Regions from separate parts of the Macaca mulatta genome. Here region 1 is linked to region 2. Evidence: chromatin contacts called from public Hi-C data. All regions are on one chromosome and are shown on one strand. Each heading gives the region's core, a stretch centred on a gene start, on an enhancer-like site or on the middle of the called end of the contact. The rest is flanking DNA. Distances are from core to core; before and after follow the strand shown. Region 1 holds the start of ARL4C (ADP ribosylation factor like GTPase 4C). Region 2 has its middle 94 kb from the start of SPP2.

Evidence for each region. A called contact is a pair of places that touch in the nucleus more often than the background predicts.
Region 1: a contact with region 2 is called in a Hi-C map of CD4 T cells, with 7 times the contacts expected there. The contact joins the promoter of ARL4C here to the enhancer-like site in region 2. A contact is called at or near these places in 6 of 14 Hi-C or Micro-C datasets (CD4 T cells, blood, fetal cortex germinal zone and 3 more).

What each region holds. Positions count from the first base shown.
Region 1 is chr12:139,767,129-139,774,177 of T2T-MMU8v2.0, reverse strand. It overlaps ARL4C (ADP ribosylation factor like GTPase 4C), which reads left to right and starts at 2,525. Exons shown (of 1, transcript XM_015111395.3): 1 at 2,525-6,575. The coding sequence starts at 3,050. The coding sequence ends at 3,628.
Region 2 is chr12:139,411,547-139,418,900 of T2T-MMU8v2.0, reverse strand. No RefSeq gene overlaps it. Among named protein-coding and RNA genes, the nearest start is that of SPP2, 94 kb to the right of the region's middle. Within about 2 kb of position 4,505, at least 11 of the 40 cell types and tissues checked have an H3K27ac peak or open chromatin away from gene starts, as enhancers often do. A contact at or near this core is called in CD4 T cells and blood, where this site is marked.

The DNA.
Region 1 (7,049 bases), core at 1,276-3,775, 360 kb before region 2:
TTTGGTAATAATTAGCATAGCACCAAAGAAATATCAGATACTTTACTAAAACATCTTCTTCCTACCACCTTAAAATCAAAGCAAGTCTTGACTAGGGGAAAAGGAAGTAACACAAAGGTAATTTGTGGAAGCCGGAGGGAGAGGCTTCCAGTCTGATCTGTCTCTTTCCAAATGTTCAGGTCCCAGCCTACTAAACCAAAGGTTTATCTTGGGCTAGGGCTCAGCCTCGGCCCTGTCCATGGCAGAGAAGAAAGAGAAAGAAGAAATAGTCTCACAAGAAGGTGGCTATCTATGGGGCAGGCATTAAAGAGAGCCAAGAAAATCACTCCAAAAACACCAAATCCTGTCTCCCCAGGTTTCCCAATAACTGAAACGTCATCATTATGAATTATGCCAACATCTGTTGTTTTTGTTGCCTCACTAGAGTTGCTCTTTTGGTGACAGATCCTGGATTCTTCTTGGAGAACCACCCTTCCCGATTTCAACCCCTGGGCCACATCCACTGATGTGTTCCCTCCTCCTGGACTGCAGTCCTTGGTCCAGAGTGGTGCTCCAGGCTTTGGTTAGAGTTATTGGGAAAGAGTTGAACCTTTTCCTTTCCAGGATCTAAACCAAAGATGTGAGTCCAAGGCTGCCAGAAGGAAAAAGAATCAACACAGGGGAACACGGAGGAGAGCTGGAGAGACACCTGCCCTAAAGACTCCTTTTGAGCTCCTGGGTCTAGCCATGCCTGAAGAGGACCTTTATCCTTAACTTTTCAGTGAAGTCAGTGAATACATTTCCATTTTTATTTACGATGAAGTAAGTGGCACAGTGCAGCCAATATTTTCTGTTGAATTCTATCCTTCGGGTGGCTCACTTTAATCCTCATTGAAGGAAACAGCATGTGGATAGAGTGGGGTGTGTGGAAGAGGGCAGGCAGGTGCCCAGTTCTGTGCATACAGACCCTTGGTCCTGGAGCAGGTGGTGGGCCTCTAGGTTCTGCCTTAGCCGTCACAGCCGCCTAGGCCTTGTTACCTCACTGGGCAGCATTGGGCAGAATGATAGGCAGGGCCCTTTCCAGCCTGACACTCCGTTCCTACCCCCGGACCCACTCAGGAGAGTGGATGATCGCCCCGACTGCCGCCTTGGGAATTCCAAGGGTAGGGGTGGTGGTGGCTTGTCATTCCTTTTACAGGTGGGGTCTTCTCACATGCTTTGGTACCAACGACATTAAATGTTTTTCTGTGATTTGTGAACGGAAGGTCATAAAGTATTTGTCTAAAATTCTAGCTTTTATTCATAAATGATTAGCATTTTCATTTTCTTCTCCCTTGACCCCGTTTCCATCGTTTCTGTCTCACAAGCTAGAGCTGGGAAGATGCGGTCGCCCATGCTGTGGCCGGCTGTCTCCTGCGCAGCAGCTCTCCCCAGATCTGTGTGTTTGCCATAATATACTTCTCCGCACCCAGGGAGGATATGCATTTGTTACGTGTTTGCAAACCAGAATAAAACCACTGAATCGGGGTGACAGGAGGTGGAACCCGTGAAATATCAGTGTTTGTAACCCACGATGCCACCAGCTCCAAGCTGTAGACACATTTTCTTTCAGCCCTCGGGGCTGCTGTTGCCATTTCTGTGGAGTAGTTCACCTGCGGGCGGGTGGTTCTCAGTTCCCAAAGTCGGGTGGCAAGGGGTGCTCTCCCGAAATGCTGACGCTTCCCCTGGGATGTCAGCAGAGTCGATGGGGACGGACGAAATGAGGCAGCCCAGGCGAGTGTCTGGGAGGGTGAGCTGTCCGAGTTACTTGGGGCAGGGAGGTCTTCTAATCCCCCATCGCGGCCTAGGTCCGACCCCTGCCCCAACCGCTGCCACCGGGCAAGAAAGGCTAGGCCTCCAGGGTGCCCTGGGCACAGGCCTGGGCTCCGGAGGGCGGCGTTGGCCGGGTGCAGCCCGCTGGAACCCAGGCAGGAGGCGAGCCTGGGCGTCACTAGGGGCAGGGGCCGGGGTCGGCCACTGCCGCGGCGCGAGGGTGGGTGGGGACGCGCCTCTGGATCCAGAGCGCAGGCTGGCGGCTCACTGAGGCCAGCCCCGTCCCGTCGCATCTTGGGGTTGGAGGCCCCGACCTCGCCGCCCTCACTCCTCAGCGCGGCGCTCTCCCAGTCACCCTGGCCCGCCCCGCCCCGCCTCGCGCCCAGGGCTGGGACCCGGGAACCCACTCCCTCAGACAGGCTGGTCGCCCACCGCTGCGGCCCGGCCGGGCAGGGCTCGGGTCCGGGCGGGGGTTCCGGGAGCCGAGAGCTATTTTTGCAAACGCGTCAGCCGCTGGGGAGGAAGAGCCGGCTCCGGGCCCATTGTGTCTGCGCCGCGCCGCGCGGCGCGGGAGGGGCCGGGGTTGGCGGCTGGGACGCAGCGAAGCGCGCGAAAACGGCCGGCAGGGCGGGGAGGACCGCGCCTGACCCCCGGCGGCGTGCGGGGCGGGGCCCGGGGCGGGGCGTGGGCGGGTCCTGGGCGGGGCGCGAGGGGGCGGGCCCGGGCGCCCTCCGGCCGCTGCAGGCTGGCGGCTGCTGCGGCGGCGCGGGGACTGCGGGGACTGTGAGGCGGCCGCGCGGACAGCGACTCCCGGGGAAGCCCGCGCCCCGGGAGCGGGAACTAGAGCAGGAGCGGCGCCGTTCCAGGCCAGAGGCGAGCGCCGGGCGCTGGGAGAGCGGAGAGCCCGGGCGCTGCCGGAGCGCGGGGGCGCGGCCCGAGGAAGCGACAGAGCGAGCCCAGGCCTGGGGAGGGCGCCGGGCGCGAGCCTCCTGCGTCGAACATCCAAGGCGGCTTCGTGGGAGACAAAGCCTCGCTTAGAGAAGCGATGCCCGCCGATCGCGAGCCCGGCCAGCGAGGGCGCGGGGCCCGCGGCGTCTGAGCGCACCGAGCCGTGCGCCCGGGGGGACGCCGAGCCCGGGGCCGGTGCGGGCGGCGGCGGGCGGGGCCCAGGTGCGCCCGGCTGCTTTGGGCCCGTGACTGCTCGGGGGGCGGCGCCCTCCCGCCGCAGCCGCAGTGGCCGGCGCCGCAGCCAGGAGCCATGGGCAACATCTCCTCCAACATCTCGGCCTTTCAGTCCCTGCATATCGTCATGTTGGGCTTGGACTCGGCCGGCAAGACCACTGTGCTCTACCGGCTCAAGTTCAACGAGTTCGTGAACACTGTGCCCACCATCGGCTTCAACACCGAGAAGATCAAGCTGAGCAACGGCACGGCCAAGGGCATCAGCTGCCACTTCTGGGACGTGGGCGGCCAGGAGAAGCTGCGGCCGCTGTGGAAGTCCTACAGCCGTTGCACGGACGGCATCATCTACGTGGTGGACTCGGTGGACGTGGACCGGCTGGAGGAGGCCAAGACGGAGCTGCACAAGGTGACCAAGTTCGCCGAGAACCAGGGCACGCCGCTCTTGGTCATCGCCAACAAGCAGGACCTGCCCAAGTCGCTGCCGGTGGCCGAGATCGAGAAGCAGCTGGCGCTGCACGAGCTCATCCCGGCCACCACCTACCACGTCCAGCCGGCGTGCGCCATCATCGGCGAGGGCCTCACCGAGGGCATGGACAAGCTCTATGAGATGATCCTGAAACGCAGGAAGTCCCTCAAGCAGAAGAAGAAGCGGTAATGCGCCCGGAGCGACCGGGGAGCGAGCGAGTGCGTCAAGAATGAATGGATGGATGGGTGGATGGATGGATGGATGGATGAGCGAGAACCCGCGCCCGCGAACAAAGACAGCGAACCAAAGCGATGCTTCGAATTTTTAAAACGGAATCTCTGCATCCAAATGCAGGACTGGTGACTTAAGGAGCTGCGAAGGCTGGTTTACCGGCCTGCTCTCGACCTGCCCCCCACCCCCAGCTCAGGGGACCTTTTGTCTGAACGCCAGAGCTACTGAAGGGGTCGGGGGACCGTGGTGGGGAGTGGAAGTGCCGGTCCTGCTGTCCGCCCTCCCAGCCCCAGTTGCGAGGCTCAATTGTTGGAGAGACAAAAGCGATTTCTTCCTACTCCTGCTGGGCCAGAAGTTCAGGCTGCCCCGCCCCCACTGGGGGATCGCACCTGTGAGTTACCTGAGGTATGCATTTCCCAGAACCCTGGGCGTACCCACCTGGGGGGCATGTTGGCTCTGGGGGGACCATCTCTCCTTGCATTCAGGGGCCGTGAAGCTGAGTAATTTTCGGTCGCAGGGCAGGCCCCTGTTGAAATTTCATTTGTCCTGCTCTGGGCCCAAAGGAGGTGATGGTTTGGGTCATCAGAGGACTGCCTGGGATGGTGCAGCGGGCACGGAGCGCTGTGCTGGCCTGGCTGGGGATGGCCGCGGAGATGCCCTTTTCCTGGTGCTTTGTGGTGGCTGCAGAAGACCAGTGTTGTTGAGAACTGCTTTTCAGCCTGGAATCAGACATCTTCCAGATGGTTTGGACCCTATCCATGTGTAGGTCATTATCACACAAAGAGACCAATAAAAATTAAAAAAAAAAAAAAAAAAAAAAAAAAGACGAACTATTGGAGGTGGTGGCCAATGATGCATTTACTGTTTGCAGGATAGTTAAAGGTGTTTAAAGGGTAAGGCTTTTGGTGTAAATGCTGGATGGGGTGTGTGTGTGTGGATATAGGGACCTCCCTCTGTACTGTGTAATCGGCATTAATACCTAGACTCATATGTATGGAATTTTAAATTCTCTTAGCCTACTGATTGGTTTGGGTGAGCACACCAGCTGCAGATGTGTGCTGAATTGCAAGATGGTATTTTTTTTTTAACCAAGGGATGTCTTGTAATACTAACCGCGTGATGATGGGTTTTCAGACATGTTTAAAAAAAACACGTTTACAAATGAATACTTACCTTAGAAATATTCACCTTAGGAAAAAAGACTTTGCTCTGCCCTTTTATATTCCTTTACGCTGCAAGTGGCGACATGTTCAGATTTCTAATTTGGTTCATTGTGGCCTATCTGGTTTAAGTATTTCATTCAAAATGTCTCGTTAGAGTATTTGATGTCATGCACCAAAAAAATAAAACCCCACCTTGCAAAAGCTGACCTCGTTGCATGGAATTAAAAGAGAAGGAAAAACACAAGGATGAAGCCCTTCTGAATTCATTCTTGTGGGAACTGGCCTTCGGAGCCAGCCAGCACTTTGGGCAAATGCAAACAACAATGAGTGCTTGAGATAAAAGAAAGTGTGACGTCATGGTCACTGGTACTCAGGCACTTCACAGTTTACTTGAAAGAGGCTTTGGAAAATAGATAAAGTGAAAGAAGAATAAATACATATTTTTAATAATGTAATTTTAAAAATCCTTTAGAATCAGGACTCAGTCTTGGTTTGCAGAAGCTGTCATTTACCCTGAAACACAGTATCAAAAGGGAAACTTAAAACATACTGTTTGATTTTTTTAGTCCCTCTTCCAATCCATGTTTTCAGATAGAATTATGACTTTCCCCCCACTGTTACACATTTCTTTACAAAGGAGACCTGTAGAAATGGGACATGATCATGCTTGAGCATGTGAGTTCGTCAAATTATGAGGCCATGCCTATTGTCCATTACACACCGAATGTTAATTTAAGAACCAGAGGCAGAAGTTCTGGCTTCCTGTTTAAAACCCAATTCCTATATGAAATTTTTTAAACGCAGAAACCTAGCAGCCCAGCTGCTTTTTCTCTTTCGTCGGTGTATTTGGTACCCCTCCAATGCTGGTCTTTTTGTAGAAACTCAGTAGAGAAAGTCTAGCTAAGCAGTGTTGAAAAGCCTGCAAGATTTCAGTTTACATATCGACAGCATATTCACTGATTTCTAAATGGGCTGGTCCCATCATCTGAAGATTCTGTATAGAATTATTAAAAAAAAAATCCATCTTTCTTTATTTTCTTCACATGCGACAATTTCTTAAGCACTTTGACATTTTGGTAGTTCCACACTATTGAGAGAATAATATATTTATTTTGTGACATTGCAGATGCCAAATACTGTAACCTTCTCGTGATAACAATACTTAGGTTCAACATCACTGTTCAAACCCTGTCATGCTTTAAAACTGATGCGAGATGATTTTGTTTTTTGCATAATCAATACTTAAGGGTGCAATCAACTGTTAGTAATTGTGCAGTAAAGTAAAGCCCTGTGGTGTATCAACTACTAGTTAAGAGTCTCAGTTGATTTCTGTAATGTTTGACCTAATATTAACCCATTTTGTCTCTGACCTAACAGAGGAAGCACAGATCAAATCACCTTGGAGTGGTCACCGGGGGGACAGGGAGCCCCGACCAATGTATCAATGGGTGATTTATGATGCCTTCTGCCCTTTGGCGAGTGAATGGGTTTCCCATAGGGGAAGTTGGCCTCCCTTCGTGAGCTTTGGAAGTGTTTTCTAATAGACACAGGGAGGCCAGTTTTGTTTCAGAGCAATTATCTTCCCAAATTCTCTGTTCTGGTGTTGGGACTGTGTGCCCTGGTTTCTGTTTTCCTTTCTACTGCTGTAATTCTCTGTCTCATCATCCTCCTTTTTGTTTCCATAGCCTTTTATAATGCATATATGATGCTGTGAACAGAAATAAATTATTTATACAATCAAACGACTGGGGAGATTTTCTGTGGGGTTTTTTTTTGTTTTGTTTTGTTTTTTTTGATGTCGCTGGTATTCATTCTCTAGACCTCTGCTGAGTGAGGGGATGGATCACAAGATGGTGTCTGGAGTTCTAATCGGTTCTAGGGCTGTATCAGTCATCTCTGGATTTTTGGTGTCAGGGTCTAGGTCTGCCGTGAATGGTGGATCTGGACGCTAAAATGCAGGAGTCTCTATGCATTTGAGACTCGTTCACTTGAGCCTGCCCTTCGGCTGGGTGCCTTCCACTGAGTCATCCCAAATCCTTTAGGAAAATGGCCTCAATGTCTAGCCCTTCCTCAGCACTCTCATTTACTAAAAAGGTCATTAGTTGGTAATTACTTCAAAAATGTAATTTTGTAAAATTGGAAATAGCTATGTGCTAATATAAGAACGCTGGAAGTTACAAAGCTACTCTATCTTGGCTGTGTCTCTCTGCTCAGTA
Region 2 (7,354 bases), core at 3,256-5,755:
ATGCTCACTGACATCTACTTGGTTACTCCATTTCTTAGGCGCTTTGCCCTCTGAAGGGAATACAGCCATGGACATGCTAGTGGTTAGAAAGGTTAATCCCAATATTTCCAGTCCCCTTCCTTCCAGGCACTGTTTTTCCCTGCTCCCTGGAGATGTGATGTGGCTGCATGCTTTGCTTTGGCCCATGAGTGGAGGTGGCTGTGTTACTTCAGGGGAGAATGTAAGTAGCAGTGGAGGACTCTCCAGCATGCCCCCTCTCCGTCCCTCATCAATCATAGCAACATGGTTGATGTGGAGGTGCAACACCAACCCATTGCTTGGAGGACAGCTGCCCTGGGCCTGCTGTAGCCTTTGCATCAGTGAGAATGAAGTCTTTGTTGCTTTGAGCCCCTGAGTTTAGAGCTATCATGGTGACATAGCCAGGCCTGTTCTGATCAACACAAGCTCCAACAGTAACCAAATTTTAACGCAGGTTGTAATTCGATCTCTTCTAAGTGTTGTTAATATAAATAGGTTTCCCAAGGCCTCATCAATTTTTGAAGCAGTTAAGAACATGAAATGTCTAAATCTTCTAAGCCAAAAAAGAGGTCCTGAAACTGCAGAGACCCTGCTGGAGTACAAATTGCAGGAAGAATCAGCCTTGTCTCGTCAACATTCCTCAAACGGAGGATCAGGACGGGGCTGCGAACCTCAGCTCAGGAGAAGCTGTTCACCACAAATAGAGGAAACCAAACATTCCCTCTGTCCAGAGCAACTATGCACAATGCAAGGCGGTGTCAATCCAGCAGCCCCAGGCTGGGTGCTCTGGGCAGAGCTTGACCCCAAATCAGAAAACTGAATAAGTCTCCATCATCCTTGATAGCCCTGACATAGCCCATAAAGTACCATAAACTCTGTGTGTGTGTGTGTGTGTGTGTGTGTGTGTGTGTGGCGGTGAGGGGGTGTGTCTGTGTGTGTACGATCCTGTGCACTGATTTTTATGCAGCCTGAAGTCTGAAAACCAGAGGAAGGAAAAAAGGGAACTTTTATATGCACATGTCTGGTTCTTAACTCATTTTGTCCCTAGGAAATAATCACATCTCTAGCAGCAGACCTGGGCTCTTTGAAAAGCTGTAACAAAGGACTGTGCCACCTCTTCTCATCCCACCATGTCAGTATTGCCTGCAGTGGTATCAGGACTACCTTTCCCTCCTGGGCTTCTGATAACTGCTGTCATAAACCCAGAAGTGGAGCTGTATGTTACATGGAGGTAAGAATCTAAGTCCATGAATAACTGACATGCACGGGTATAATTGTAAGGCAAGTATAGGGTTATTTGCCAATCTCTTACTCTGGTAAATTCTATACTGTCTTAGTCCATTTTCTGTTGCTATAATAATACCATAGACTAAGCAATTTATAAAGAGCAGAAGTTCATTTGGCTCACAGTTTTGGAGGCTGGGAAGTCCAAGAGCATGGCTCCAGCATCTGGTAAGACCCTCTCTGCTGTGTCATAACATAACTGAGGGCATTGCATGGTGGGATGGCAAAAGCATTCCAGCTCAGGCCTCTCTCTTCTTATAAAGCCACGAGTCCCACCATGTGGATCACACCCTGATGCCCTTATCAAATTCTAATGACTTGCCAAAGGTGCCACCTTCAAATACCATCTACATATGAATGTATGGATTAAGTTCCTAACACATGACATTTGAGGGATATATTCCAAGCATAGCATGTACCATGGCCCTGAATGAGAAGAGGAGGATTAGGTCTTATTTTTGGCCTGAATTTTCTTCCCTCTTGGAGTTGATACTGTCAGCCCTATAAATCTGTTTCTGTGCCATGTGTTCGCCCACGGATGATGCTCATCTATCCTAGCCCATGACACACAGTTTCTTCCTTTATTAGAATACACTCATTGCAAAAAGACTCTGCCTGGAATTTCTTTCAACAGTCCCAAGGCTTTACCTGCATTCTTAATGAGGTAGGACTTTCCTCCAACCACAATAAACTCTCCTTATATTGGGGACGCCGAGAAGGTCTAACCGACGCAGCAGAAAAGAATACTGTCCTAAATAAGTCACTGGAAGGCCCTCTGTGCAGAAATGATTCTGGCTCCTCTGAGCCATTGAAATGAGGCTGTTATCCGCTGCAAGTGAAGTTTGTGACCAGTGCGTTCTGCCAGACCAAAGCCAGACAAGGTCTGCCACCTATATGCTTTGGAAAGTAGCCTCAAGGTACAAGAAAATACTTGTCTGGTTTTGGCCAGCTAGTCCATCTCCATTTTAAATTTCTCCACTCCTGCAAAACAGCATGGAAGCCCCAAGTGAGCATGTTGAGAAAGGAAAAGAGACCTGTCTCTGGCTTGTACCCAGTAGGCTGGAGCTCAGGCTCAGCAGGGAGCAGGCTCCTCTTTATTTCCCTTCATTTTATATTGTTTTCACTTCCCAGGATGTCACCCTGGGACCCCAGGGAAGTCATACAGCTTGGACAGCAAAGAGAGAACAGCTCCCCAAGTGGTGGGGAGAATTGGATGAGACTGCACTGTATTGGGAGCTTGAGGAAGGCTCAAACGTAGTCTACTGCTTGTTTGAAGAAAAGGAGATACTCGGAAGGTGAAAGAAAGCCACTGCTAAATGTCCTTGAGTAGGAGTCAGCTCTTCTCATCCTATGTCTTGTCCTCCCAAGGCTACATACCTGGGAAGGAATCCCAAGAACTTGGACAAGTGAGGTTCAGAGTTGGCCTCAGCACAGCTAGGTCGGCCCCTGCCTCCTCAGAAGGACGGAAGGAAACACATTCACATCTCTTTCCTCTGTGAACTTGCCCTTGTGAGGGGTCAGCTATGGAATAAGCTCCCTTAGGGTAGAGTCTTCATGGCTGGGATCCTCCTGAAGAGGCTGCTCTGAAACCTAGAGGGACAAAAAGAGGAAGACTCTGGAATTGCATTGGGAGTAAACTACAGAACTGTGAAACACCATCATCACGTAACTCAAGGAAGATGGGCTTGAGTTCAGTGCTGGGGAAGCCATGGGGCTAATTTTCAGATTAAGTTTATCTAAAAATTGCTTAGTTTAATGATTAATCTGACAGCTGAGGTGCACTTAACTTCCAGAGAGAGAATAAACAGCCTTATTCTAAGCAAATATTCCGCACACATGATTGTCCAGACTTGATCATGAAGGGCAGACTCCACCCTCTTGCTGATCACTGTCTAATTAACTTTCCGTGCCCATCAGGGCAGAAACATGGTGAAAAGCATTTTGAAGAGTAAGATGATTCTAACCTGACTTGTCTGAAAAGCGATGTCAGGAGTTATGACTTCCTGTGCCTTTGATCTCCTTATCTGAGTCTGTCATCTAAGGGTGCCAATTAACATTTATAGTTTGTGGTTAGATGCCTTGGAAATGCTTCACTGAGTGTCTCCAGGAGCCCATGTCAATTATTTACTGGTCTTAATAAGTTTCTTTTTAGCGTTTTGATCCTTGAGGTCAATGCCAACTTAGAGCCCTGGGTCTGGATTACACCACTTCTTCCCATAGAACGATACTTGGAAGATACTTGGAATCATGAATGCTTTCACAGCCATTCCCTGAGACCTCTGCTTCACCTGGTTTGTTTGATAACTGAACCCGCAGCACAGTTCCCTCACGCCTTCCCCAGACATGGGTGAAAATTGTCCCCTGTGTATTCAGGGCAGTAGTTCCACAAGTGTTCTCACTGGTGAGGCACTGCATCCTCTAGTCACAGTCAACCCCCAGCAGGACCGAGTCCTAGCTCCTGCAGGGATTTTTCTTTTTTTTTTTTAGATGGAGTCTCACTCTGTCACCTAGGCTGGAGTGCAGTGGCGCAATCTCAGCTCACTACAACCTCTGCCTCCAAGGTTCAAGCAATTCTCCTGCCTCAGCCTCCCAAGTAGTAGGGATTACAGGCACGCACCACTACACCCGGCTAATTTTTTTGTATTTTTAGTAGAGACGAGGGTTTCACCATGCTGGCCAGCCTGGTCTTGAACTCCTGACCTCGTGATCCACCTGCCTCGGCCTCCCAAAGTGCTGGGATTACAGGCGTGAGCCACCGCACCTGGCCTAGGAAAAACTTTAAAGACATGCATGAAAAAGCAACTTTATAAATAACAAGTATGCTGCTTGGCATTTTATAAGTACATTCTCTCCTATGATTCCTTTCTTCCCCCAGTGGTTCTCTGAGACAATCAGTACAGCCCTTAGAGACCCAGTGAGGGAACTCACTGCTCATTCTCCCCGGTAAAGGTGAAGATAAATGACCTCATGTGTGCCCAGGCTAACATTTGGGGCCATCTGGTGGCTTCCTCTCACAGGCAGCATGATCCTCAGTCTTCCTTCAACATTGACTTTCTGGATGACCTTTGCTGACCTTGGGGAAGCACACACTCGTGAAAGTTAGAAAGTCTCCCTCGGTGTCTGTGAATATGATTAATGTCTGCAGCGCTCTCTGAACACACACAGCTTCCTGTTAATGAGAAGCAGAAATATGAGACAGGATGTGGTCTTCCCTATCCTGAGTGAGTCAAATTCTGGGCCCTAGTCACTCGGCCCGTTCCTGCTACTGTCTTGTCAGAGACCAGGACATAAAAAACACATTGATAGTTTGCTTTTATAAGTTCAGCACAGGGCCCAGCACAGCACTTTGCAGTTTAGTAGCAAGTAATTATATGTTTACTGAATGAATCTAGTGTATAAATTTTTTAAATTGATGGCCTAGTAAACAGTTAGACCTCTTTTTTTTTTTTTTTTTTTTGAGACGAATCTTGCTCTGTGGCCCAAGCTGGAGTGCAGTGGCATGATCTTGGCTCACTGCAACCTCTGCCTCCCAGGTCCAAGTGACTCTCCTGCCTCAATCTCCTGAGTATCTGAAATTACAGGTGTGCACCACCATGCCCAGCTAGTTTTTGTATTTTTAGTAGAGACAGGGTTTCACCATGTTGGTCAGGCTAGTCTCGAACTCCTGACCTCATGATCCGCCTGCCTCAGCCTCCCAAAGAGCTGGGATTATAGGCGTGAGCCACTGTGCCCGGCCAATAGGTAGACCTCTTAAGAAGAAAGTTCAGTAAGAATTGTTGTAACATGTTTTATTGATTCTACATGTTTTTGAGTTTCAGTCAACAATGGGTTTGACAGGAATAGATGGAGCTCCTGTTAGTAAATGCAGTAGAATCCTTGCTATCATTGGCTTAACCATTCTGAATTTCCACAGACTGCCACGACACTTTCTCATTCCATTCTCCTGCCTGCAGAAAATCAACCTAATCTACTGTCACCAGGACCACACTGTAACTGCCCAGCAAGTTCTCTTCCCTGCTGCCCAGATGGAGCCAATTTATCAAGACAGGGGAATTGGAGTACAGAAAGAGTTTAATTCACATAGGGCCAGCTAAATGGGGGACCAGAGTTTTATTATTACTCAAATCAGCCTCCCCCAGAATTTGGAGGCTAGGGCTTTTCAAAAATAGTTTGGCAGGCATGGGGCTAAGGAATAGGTGCTACTGATTAGTTGAGTGTGCAGTCACAGGGGTGTGGAAAATGGTCCTCATGCACTGAGTCCACTTCTGGGTGAGGACCACAGGACCAGTTGAGTCAAGAGTCATGGATCCAAGTGGTGCCATCCAGCCCTCGAAAGTGCAAAAGCCTGAAAGACATCTCAAAAGACCAATCTTGGGTTATACAATAGTAATGTAATTTACAGGAATAATAGGAAAAGTTGCAAATCTTATGATCTCTGGAATAATGGATAGTAATTGTTCAACTATGCCTACATCTTAGTGGAATTCAGGCCCCTCTCATTCTCCTAACCTAGTGACTTTTCATTAGTGTTACAGAGACAGTTGAGTTTGGGGAAAGACTATTGTCATTTGAACTATAAACTAAATTACTCCCAAAGTTAGCTTGGCCCATGCTTAGGAATGACCAAGGGCATTTTGGAGGTTAAAGGCAAGATAGAGTTGGTCAGATCAGATTTCTTTCAGTGTCATAATTTTCTCAATGTTATAATTTTTGCAATGGCAGTTTCAATACTATGATTATTGTCAGTCCTTTTGCCTTTGTGGGTCCTTCCCATAATAATAGATTTTTGTAGACCCTGATATGGGCTAAAGTGTGTTTCTCAAAATTTCATATGTTGAAGCCCTAATCTCCAGTACTTCAGAATGTGACTGTATTTGGTGATAGGGTCTTTAAAGAGGGGATTGAGTTAAAAAGAGGCCATTCAGGAGAGTCACTTGAACCCGGGAGGCAAAGGTTGTGGCGAATTGAGATTGCGTCATTGCACTCCAGCCTGGGCAACAAGCACAAAACTCCGTCTCAAAAAAAAAAAAACAAAAAAAAAAGATGATTAGGGTGAACCCTGATTCAAAGACTGGTGTCTTTATAAAAAGAGGAAATTTTGCTACAAAAAGATACACAAAGAGTACATGTGCACAGAGGATGGCTTTGGGAAGAAGCAGCAAGTGAACACCATCCACAAGTCACGGGGAGAGGTCCCAAGGGAGTCAACCCTCCTGGCACCTGGGTCTTGGACTTCCAGCCTCCAGAATCCTGAGAAAATACATTTCGGCTGTTTAAGCCACCTAGCCTGTGATCTTTTATTCTGGAAGCCCTAGAAAACTAATATAGTTTCTAACATTTATCATTCATTTTTGATGAGAAAAAAAAATTAAAACATTGTTCACCCTAAAAGTTCATTTTTTTCGTCTGGTTTTAGAAGAAATTGAAACATTTTTGTGGGCTCCTAAAAGTATCATGGACTTTCAGCCATGAGTTTCCTGTCCTGATGGAGAAGTTGGCCCCGATGATCATAGGACCACAGAGAATGACTGAACAGTTTTATGATGAAACTCATTTTCCATCCCTATATTCCTCATGAGTCTCTTTAAACACCAGCTCACATTTTATTATGGCCTAAAGCTAGACCACTGAAATAAAAGAGCTTGGCCATTTTATAACCCAGCCTCCTTAGAGAATCTCTGAGGAGTGAGATAATTTAGAAATGCTTTGATAAACACCAATTTAAAACTCAGCCACATAGGTCTCAGATAACTGTTCATAGTCTGAACAATGTCACTTCCAGGTGTCTGTGCCCCAGCAGTGGGTCATCATGCAAGCCCTTCATTAAATTCGCTTATGCCTTTGAAATCAAAATAGGAAATCAGAGGTGGAAATGATTAGCAAGAGGTCACAGCTAATGCTTTATCTTGCATGAAACAATTACATAAATTTTATGTGACTTTGCTGAGACAGAGAGTTTATTAATTGCATCAAGCATCTACTTGAGCTCTTGTTTTTACCATGACAATGGCTCCTGTTTGACAGGGCCTGGGCAAAATTGGGCCCAAGCAAG